Linked DNA regions of Sus scrofa: region 1 is linked to region 2. A link is a contact called in public HiChIP or PLAC-seq data. All regions are on one chromosome and are shown on one strand. Each heading gives the region's core, a stretch centred on a gene start, on an enhancer-like site or on the middle of the called end of the contact. The rest is flanking DNA. Distances are from core to core; before and after follow the strand shown. Region 1 overlaps COL28A1 (collagen alpha-1(XXVIII) chain). Region 2 holds the start of C1GALT1 (glycoprotein-N-acetylgalactosamine 3-beta-galactosyltransferase 1).

Evidence for each region. HiChIP or PLAC-seq counts read pairs in DNA pulled down with a chosen protein or histone mark.
Region 1: a contact with region 2 is called in an H3K27ac HiChIP or PLAC-seq map of alveolar macrophages, with 6 times the contacts expected there. The contact joins the enhancer-like site here to the promoter of C1GALT1 in region 2. A contact is called at or near these places in 2 of 5 promoter capture datasets (both in liver), 8 of 47 Hi-C or Micro-C datasets (embryonic fibroblasts, heart right ventricle, liver and 4 more) and 2 of 2 datasets of contacts at active chromatin or transcription factors (alveolar macrophages and skeletal muscle).

Annotation. Positions count from the first base shown.
Region 1 is chr9:77,761,899-77,766,442 of Sscrofa11.1, reverse strand. It overlaps COL28A1 (collagen alpha-1(XXVIII) chain), which reads left to right. Exons shown (of 35, transcript XM_021063396.1): 18 at 1,661-1,729. All of the region lies in intron 2 of LOC110255476 (a long non-coding RNA gene), which reads right to left. Among named protein-coding and RNA genes, the nearest start is that of COL28A1, 78 kb to the left of the region's middle. Within about 2 kb of position 2,067, at least 2 of the 83 cell types and tissues checked have an H3K27ac peak or open chromatin away from gene starts, as enhancers often do. A contact at or near this core is called in alveolar macrophages, where this site is marked.
Region 2 is chr9:77,506,988-77,511,137 of Sscrofa11.1, reverse strand. It overlaps C1GALT1 (glycoprotein-N-acetylgalactosamine 3-beta-galactosyltransferase 1), which reads right to left and starts at 1,796. Exons shown (of 5, transcript XM_021063389.1): 1 at 1,560-1,796. LOC102161092 (a long non-coding RNA gene) reads left to right here and starts at 1,894. Exons shown (of 6, transcript XR_002335827.1): 1 at 1,894-2,307; 2 at 2,924-2,997.

The DNA of each region.
Region 1 (4,544 bases), core at 818-3,317, 260 kb before region 2:
GTCCGAAGAGGGTTGTGAAAACATTTTGCTCTTGGTCAGTTGACTTTAATTGACCAGGTCATGATATTCCTAAAGATCTTAACAGGACAATCCTTGTTTCTATTCATACTTTCTTATCTCCTCATGGGAGACAACTTTCTTTTGGGTAAGGGACTATTTGCACAAATCTTAACCTGTGAGGAGAATTCCTTTAGTGATTAACATGACTGCGTGCAGGACTAAGCAGAGGCTTAGGAGTCAGAGGTTAAAGCAGAAGAAGAGGTAGTTGCAACATGGAGTCAGAGATGCCAAGCTTCTTCTACAAACAAGAGGCAGGCAGGGAGGGGGATCTTCGTTCCTAAAGAACAACTCAGAGATATCCTCAGATTGTTTTGTCTCTCCCTTAAGGAGGAACTAGGGCTCTGTTAATCACCGAACTGTTGTCACTACTTTTCTTATTTAATTGCATTCCCTTAGTTTCTGCATTCCCTCACTTCCCTAATTACTAACTGCCTAGGCCTGTTCTTTGGAACTCCAGGAAGGCCTAGGAGACTAAAATCCTTTTCCGAGAATAAGAAACAGGAAAATAGAGGGGTTTTGTATACAGGAGGGCCCCCAGGATCCTGCTCAACCCCCCTTTTCTTTGATACGCCTCAATCCTAAGGGGAACAGGAACAGGCCAAGAAGGGAATAAAGTTGTTGGATGGAGAAGTTAATCACGAACTCCACAGAGGAACTCAATTTTATGGGGAGTCCGTTTCAAATCCACGGATGCAGAACTGGCAGCTAACAATGGGAGCAGACTGTGTTTACTCTATCTTAATGACTGTTTTCATTACTTTTACTTATGAGATCCTATTCCAGCAACTCAAGCAGTAATATCTGAAGAGGTTCCTTGTGGGTTGGCTAGTTTTCATTCTCACCAACTTTCCCACCATAGGTCCATCAACTAAAACATTTAGTTAAAGACATGGAATCAGCAATAACCTAACAATTTTTTTTTCTATGAAATGGAGAATCAAATTGTCTTCTAAAGTAGAACTATTTATCCCTTGGAGAAAGACATGACACATACTATTTAACCACCTGTCCTTAATGGTGCTTCAAAGCATTGCCAATCATTGTTAAATAAATCTTTCTCTGAGGACACCTATCTTTTAGTAGATTCCTTTGAGAGCCCCATGTGAGAAGTAGCTTAATAGAATACAGTTATTGTCCTTGAGGTTTCTGATTCAAGCTCAATGTTAAAAGCTCAGTTTGTTTTCTCTGATTATGATATAGCTTTTGATCAGCAGAACCTTGGCTTCTCATGTGTCAGTTTTAGTTGTTCTGGAATATAACTGCTTATCTTTTCTAGGTGCCCTCCTTTGAGACTTCTCAAAGTAAATTTTGAATATGCTACAGAGCTTATATTTTAAGCCAGACCATAGATAGACGGATAGATAGATGAAGCTTTAGGTATATATGAAATATATCTAAAATTAAAAATAAATAATTGCCTGAAATATATATTTGCGTAGATGTATAGCTATACACACACCTACATACACATGTGTGAATGGAGCATATGAAACTTAGTTTTATTCCGTTGCCGTGTTTTGCTCTTAGGCAATCAAAGGTAGGTATATTTTATTTTTACTTTGCTGCTATGGTCAAATACGCTTCACTCTTTCCTCACTAGGGAGAAGTAGGCCAGATAGGACCTACAGGTCCTAGAGGACCAGTGGGAGTTGGAGTACAAGGTCCAAAGGTGAGTTCTCAAAGCTGCTTAGAAGCATTTATGTTAATATTATGCTAAATTTCACGTCTACCCAAATGCAATACAGATTATGCATGTTTCATCTGTTTTTAAACCAGATTAGAATATTTATTCAGAAAGCAGTCTGATGCTTAACTCTTGTTAAGAAAAACCAAACTCTTAGTTTAATGATGATGCTTTCTATTTTTTTGTTTATTAGCATCGGAGATACTCTTATAGCACAGAGTGATTCTTTGAGAACATTATTGCCTGCCATGTTATACAGCATTAGGAGGATTTCAGAAAACTTTACTTCCCCTCTTTTGTTTTGTGGCTGGCTCTTTCAGATCACAGCTCAAAAGCTACTTCCTCAAAAACCATTTCCTGAATGTAAATAAAGTATGTCTACCTCACCCCTGTTACCCAGTTATTTAAAAGAAGCCTGTTTATTTCCTTGCTTTTACCAATATTCCCAACTTGCATGTTTTTTAAATTACTTTTCATCTTACTATACCCTCTAGAAACACACTGCCAATATGGCAGCCACTAGCCACACGTTGTTACTGAATATTTGATATGTGGCTAGTATGAATTGAGGTAAGCTAGACATGTACTACACACACTTGATTACAAAAATGGGGACAAAGAAAAAGAATGTAAACTATATGGTCAATATATTTGTATATTGACTACATATCAAAATGATAAAATTTCAGATGTATTAGAGTAAGTAAACATGTTATTAGAATTGTATTTATCTGTTTCTCTTAATGTTGCAAATGTGGCTATTACTAAAATTATAACTATACATCTTGCTTTGTATTTCTATTGGACAATGCTACTCCACTGGCGCAAGGACTCTGTTCCCTTTTTTTCTTTTTTATTACTGAATCCCCAGTTTGGGACACAATAGGTGCTCAATAAATCTGTTAAATATATAAATGGGACGTTCCCGTTGTGGCGCAGCAGTTTTCGAATCTGACTAGCATCCATGAGGATACAGGTTTGATCCCTGGCCTTCTCAGTGGGTTAGGATCCAGCAATGGCCTGAGCTGTGGTGTAGGTTGCAGACGCAGCTCTGATCCTGTGTTGCTGTGGCTGTGGTATAGGCCAGCAGCTACAACTCCAATTGGACCCCTAGCCTGGGAACCTCCATGTGCCGTGGGTGTGGTTCTAAAAAGCAAAAAACAAACAAACAAACAAACAAATCCTTATTTTACCCTTCACAATTTCCATAGCTCATTCTGAAGGCATGTGGAATCTGGCAAGCCATGCTGAGGATTAAAATTCATCATTATTCTGCTGCTATTGCCATGATTATTATGAGAATTTGAGTATTCGGAGAATATAAGATATGGCCTAAGATGAATATACATATCACATATACAGAAACATAACATATACATAAGCAAGAGATACAAAATGTAATAATGCAGTTCCCATTGTGGCTCAGTGGAAATGAATCTGACTAGTATCCAAAAGGACACAGATTTGATCCCCGGCCTCACTCAGTGGGTTAAGGATCTGGCTTTGCCATGAGCTGTGGTGTAGGTTGCAGATGTAGCTTGGATCTGGGGTTGCAGTGGCTGTGGTATAGGCTGGCAGCTGCAGCTCTGATTCAGTCCCTAGCCTGGGAACCTCCACATGCTGTGGGAGTGACCCTAAAAAGACAAAAAAAAAAAAAAAAGTAATAATATAGTGATATTAGCTGCTATTTGTTACATGGTTTTGATGTGTTACACAAATGTGCTAAGTGCTAAATATGCTGAGTATTTATATGCGTACACACACACACTGTTTGTTTAGCCATGATCATAGCATACAGAAATTCCTGGGCCAGGGATCTAACCTACCAATCAGTGACCTGTCCACAGCAGTGACAATGCCAGATCCTTAACTGCTAGGCCACCAAGGAACTCCCACATGCTATGTCTTTACATGTCTATAGTATATATGTATATATACATATTATGTTATATATATGCCAGTTTCAGAGAGGCCATGTAGAGGAGGCTACTAAGGAGTTACACCACTGAAGTTCAAATCCTAGTTTCGCACTAAATGGATACAAAATCTCTCTCTAAAAAATGAAAACATACTCACTATTGTACAGAATAACAAAGAACATCCATGTGTTACACAAGACAGTTTTATCAAATATTAACATTTTGCCATATTTATTCTACAATTTATTTAAGAAGCATTGCAGGTATAAAAAGAGGCCTCTGTTCTGTGCTCCCCAATCCTATTGCTCTCCTTTCCCTCCCCAGACATATTCATTATCATGAATTTGGTATTTATCATTCTGTCAAAATTTTTATAATTTTCCCATAAGTTTTTATCTATAAGCCATTTGTTGCTTTTTTACATAATATATCATTACATATCATTCTACAATGTAGTTATACTCAGCCTTATGTGTTATTTGTATTTTTTTTTATCATTTTAGGGCTGCACCCGCAGCATATGGGGGTTCCCAGGCTAGCAATAGAATTGGAGCTACAGCCGCCAGCCTATGTCTCAGCCACAGCAACTTTGGATCCGAGCCACATCTGCGACCTACAGCACAGCTCACCACAACACCAGATTCTTAACCCACTAAGCAAGGCCAGGGATTGAACCTGCAACATCATTGTTCCTAGTCCGATTGAATTCATTAGCCACTGAGCCATGAAGGGAACTCCTATTTGTATTTTTTAAAGCCTTTAATTCATTCATTTTAATTGCACCATGATACTACAGTATATGAAAACATCTCATTTAATATTTACACATTTTTCTATTGATGAACATATAAATTGCTTTCCATTTTTTTGTTTGCCAATGC
Region 2 (4,150 bases), core at 547-3,046:
CTATATTTAAATGGGTAGTAATCACAAAACATTTTTAAAATGCTGAATCCTAAGTAAAAAGATACAGAAAAACACAAATTCCAGGCAAACTTAACAGACATTTAACAGTTCTCCACTAGTACAAAAAAACCATATTATTTTCCTGTGAAGAATTTTAAATGAGTCATACTTTCCTCACTAAATCACTGTTTTACTTAACATATGACAAAAAGAGTTAACTGTTTGGTAACTTGAAACTTTACATTCAATTAAACTGTGCATCAATACACACTAAGGCTGATAGAAAACAAAATAATTACTATACATAATACTTCGAACACACAGCATCATGTGCATAAGGCTCATTTGATAATTATCTGATAACATTGTGGAAAGTTGCAAAAAGTTAGACGTCCTAAAAACTCAGATTCCCACTGTCTAAAGTAATATCAGGATTAAGTAACTTGAAATCCTGCACAACACTTTTTCCTGGCACAGAGGTAGAGCTATCTATGTTAAACGCCCAACTTTTAGTAAATGAAGATATTTCTGTCACAACGGCCTAATTACTCACTCTGATGCACTAAAGTTCTAACTTTATAACTAACTTTTAAAAGCACGATGAAATCAATTCACGGTTAGGATTCTAGGTTTCACTCCGAAAGGCTTTAAAAATAACCACAAAGAATTAAGAGAACTAGATTATAAACCTAGTCAACTTCTCCAAAGCGTAAGCTGTTTTGTCATTTAAAAAAATAAAGGGAGAAGGTAAGAGCTGGGGAAGAATAACCACTCCTAAATTTCGCTCTTTTTTGAATATACAATTTATTTTAATTTAGAGTTATAAGGTCCTTTTGTCAGCACCTACTAATCTCAGCACACCTTGTAGGAGAATGGAGAGTGGAAGGAAAAAACTCCTTTGCTCGTCCGTCCTCCACGCATCAAGTACCTAAACACACACCTGCCTGGTTCATTCCGCCAGAGGCAGGGAAATTTAAAAGACCCAGTCAGCCACAGACAAACCTGATGATCCAAGAGAGCCCCGAGGAAGTCCCCCGGCACCTGCGGAAGGCGCCGGCTCGCTGGGCGCTGGGGCGGTGAGGCTGCCCGGCGGCTTTCACGGAAGGTGCCCACACCTGAGTGCCCGCCGGTCCGCGGGGGCGGGGCGGGACCCGCGGGGCAGGACCGCTAAATGGTCCAGCCGCGCGATCCTCCAGCGCAGTCGGCGCCTCACCGTCGCCACCCGACGGCAGGCAGCGCGCGAGGAAACGAGGCGAGCGAGAGGGCAAAAAGGAAGAATCCACGACCCAGAGGAGGCTACTTGTCAACAAAATAGCGGCCCGGAGGGCAGGCGGCCCCAATGGCAGTTCGCAGAGGCGCGGGGAGCAGGAAGTGCCCCGTGCCTCCCTCCGGAGCCCGCACTTGCCCAGCCCCGGCGGCGACTCCGAGACACCTGTTTGGTGGCGCTGGGGGCTGGGTTCACCCTCCACGCTCCCCCCACACGCACACTCCGAGAGGGGGAGGGCGAGGGGAACAGAGACCTTGGACCCGCAGCCTAAGGGCGCCTCCGCCAGCCGTACCTGACATCAGCCTCCTCTCCCTCTCGCCCCTCCTGGGGGGCAGAGAGGGGGACGCCACGAGACCGGCGACCTTCGCTCTTCTCGGCAGCCGCAGAAGTGGCTCGTGGCTGCTAGCTGGGGCCGCCCGCTGCCGCCCAGATTATTCCCCGGCGGCGGCGGCGGCAGCGGCGGCGGCCGAGGCGGGCCCAGCGCTCGCTCCCGCCCGCTCGCTCCGCCCCTCCCCGCAGCGCGTCCAGGCCGCGGCCCGCCGACGGCGCAGCCGCCACCCAGGGGTCTCCGAGCTCTGACGTCGCCGCTGCCGCACCAGCCCCAGGGAAGGGCGGAGCGAGGGGGCAGGGAGAGGCGGGGCTACGGCGACGTGCTGGCGTGGGGATAGGCCACCGAGCGCACGCCCCGCCCTGTGCGAAGGGGTCTGGGAAGTCGGGTTTTCTGCGAGCAATAGTCGCAGCCCTCTATCCGCTCCTTACGGGTGGCCTCAGCCTTCCTCGTTCTGCTATAGGGTCTTGCAGTGGCTTCCGGACCTTTGAAAGAATTAAAGCAGCAGGAACTGAGGCTGCGGATACCTGAGGGACCTTTGTCTGAGGGGCAGGCTCTTACCCTGCAGGAGTCTTAGGGCCTCTAGCCTGCTCTTAACCCTTTCTTTTTACTGCTTTTATCCCTTCTCCCGACTGTCCTTAGTCTGTATCTCTGGCCTTATTAAAAGGAAGTACAACAAGATGAGGTATACAAACGGGTGTTGGATAACCAGGTATGTGAACTAGGAAGGGCTGAAAACCAACTTAGTGATACTACGAAGCCTGCATACATACACACGTGGTCTTTAGTTCCGTCATTACTTCAGTGCTATCAGGCAGTGGCTGGAATTCTTGGGAGCTTTACCAGCAACCCCCGCTCCCCACCCCCCGTCACTTTTTAGTTTGTAAAGGGATTTTGTATCGGAAAACTGTTTTGGGTTTAGAGGGAGGAGCCCTGGAGCGATTGAGGCTGCCCCACAGCAATCAGCAGGTGGGGGTAATGTCTGGGTTTAATTGGTGTTAATCATCATCTACAAGGCCTGGCTTGAGGGTGAGAAAGCAAACTTGCTTCCTTTAATGCCCTTCTCAGTAGTTCTTTACTGCCTAGGGGCTGTGGCCTCAATCTTGAACCCTCCACCTATTAGCTCGGTAAACTTGGCAAGTTACTTAATGTGCTTGGGAGAAATAATAACAACATTTAGTAAGGTATGGTTGTTTTCCCCTCCTTTAATTTGTTCAGATTCAGCTTTAGTGCAGTTTACCGGGATGTGCCACTATAAGATCCCAAAGAATCTTCCAAAAGAATTTTAAAACATCTAGTGATTCTTACCCATACCTCTCATTTTTCAGATGAGAAAGCTGAGGTCAGAAAAATAAACTGAAAAGCCTGATCTAGAAGAGAAGTGCAAGTATCTGACGTCCAGGTTAGTGCTGTTTCTCTGGCTCATGCCTCCAGACTTCTCTCTTATATCCTTACCTCCACCCTCTTTTCTCTTCCTCAACTTGTAATTATCGCCCAGCCTCCCATATTCCCTTCTACAGCCACTATGTAGCAGGAAAAGAGACCCTTCAGAGGTCAGAGTGTTCCAAATGGAAAGCAAAACAAGACAAAATGCCCCAAGGGTCTTATTTCAATTTTAGTGAAATTTATAATGAATACAGAAAATATTTGCAGATAAGCAAAAATAAGAAACTCTTCCAAGGATAAGTTCAGCTATAGCACATCTAAGAAAATTACTGGTAGAAGTCCCCACTGTGGTGCAGTGCATTAAGGATCCACTGTGTTTAGCCACAGCTATGGCATGAGTTGAAACTTGTGTCTTGGATTCAGTCCCTGGGCTGGGAACATCCCTTTGCTACAGGTGCAGTGGAAAAAGAAAATTACTGGCAAGAAGCTATGTTGATACAAATAATACCAGGTCAAATCAGCTCCTTCTACCCTTTTGGATATTTTTGAAAATGGCCATTATTTCCATGAGAACAATGCATACTTATTTAAGCAAATACAAAAAAAAAAAAAACTTTCCAAATCCCACAATCCAGAGGTAACCATTTTTTTAAAAAGTTCATGTTATACTCTTTCAGATATCTCTTAAAAATAAAAAACACCAAGACATATAAATATGATATATGATAAACTGGATTTTATAATGCACATGGTTCTTTTCTCACTGAATACTGTCATGAACAATATCATTTTAAAAAGTTGTGTAGTGTCTGTTAAGTGGATGTAGTCATTTATCTAACTAGTATTCTATCAATTCATTTCTGTTTTTTTCAAATGTTTACAATTTTAAAGAACTCTGTGATGATCTTTTTAATGCATGTACCTTTGCACAGCTGTGCAACTATCACCTTAAACAAATTCCTAGAAGTGACATTAATGTCAGCCAGTTCTTCAACATTATCAGCTAGAAAAAAGAAAGTTGTGATTACTTTGAAAAATGCACTTTATATGTGTGATTCAAGACAACCAGATTCTCCCATGTGAAATAGACAAATCTTGTGGTCTGTCTGGTGTAGTATTCAGTAACATGTATCAAAGCTCCTTGGAGCAGGGTAGCTGGACACTGCTGG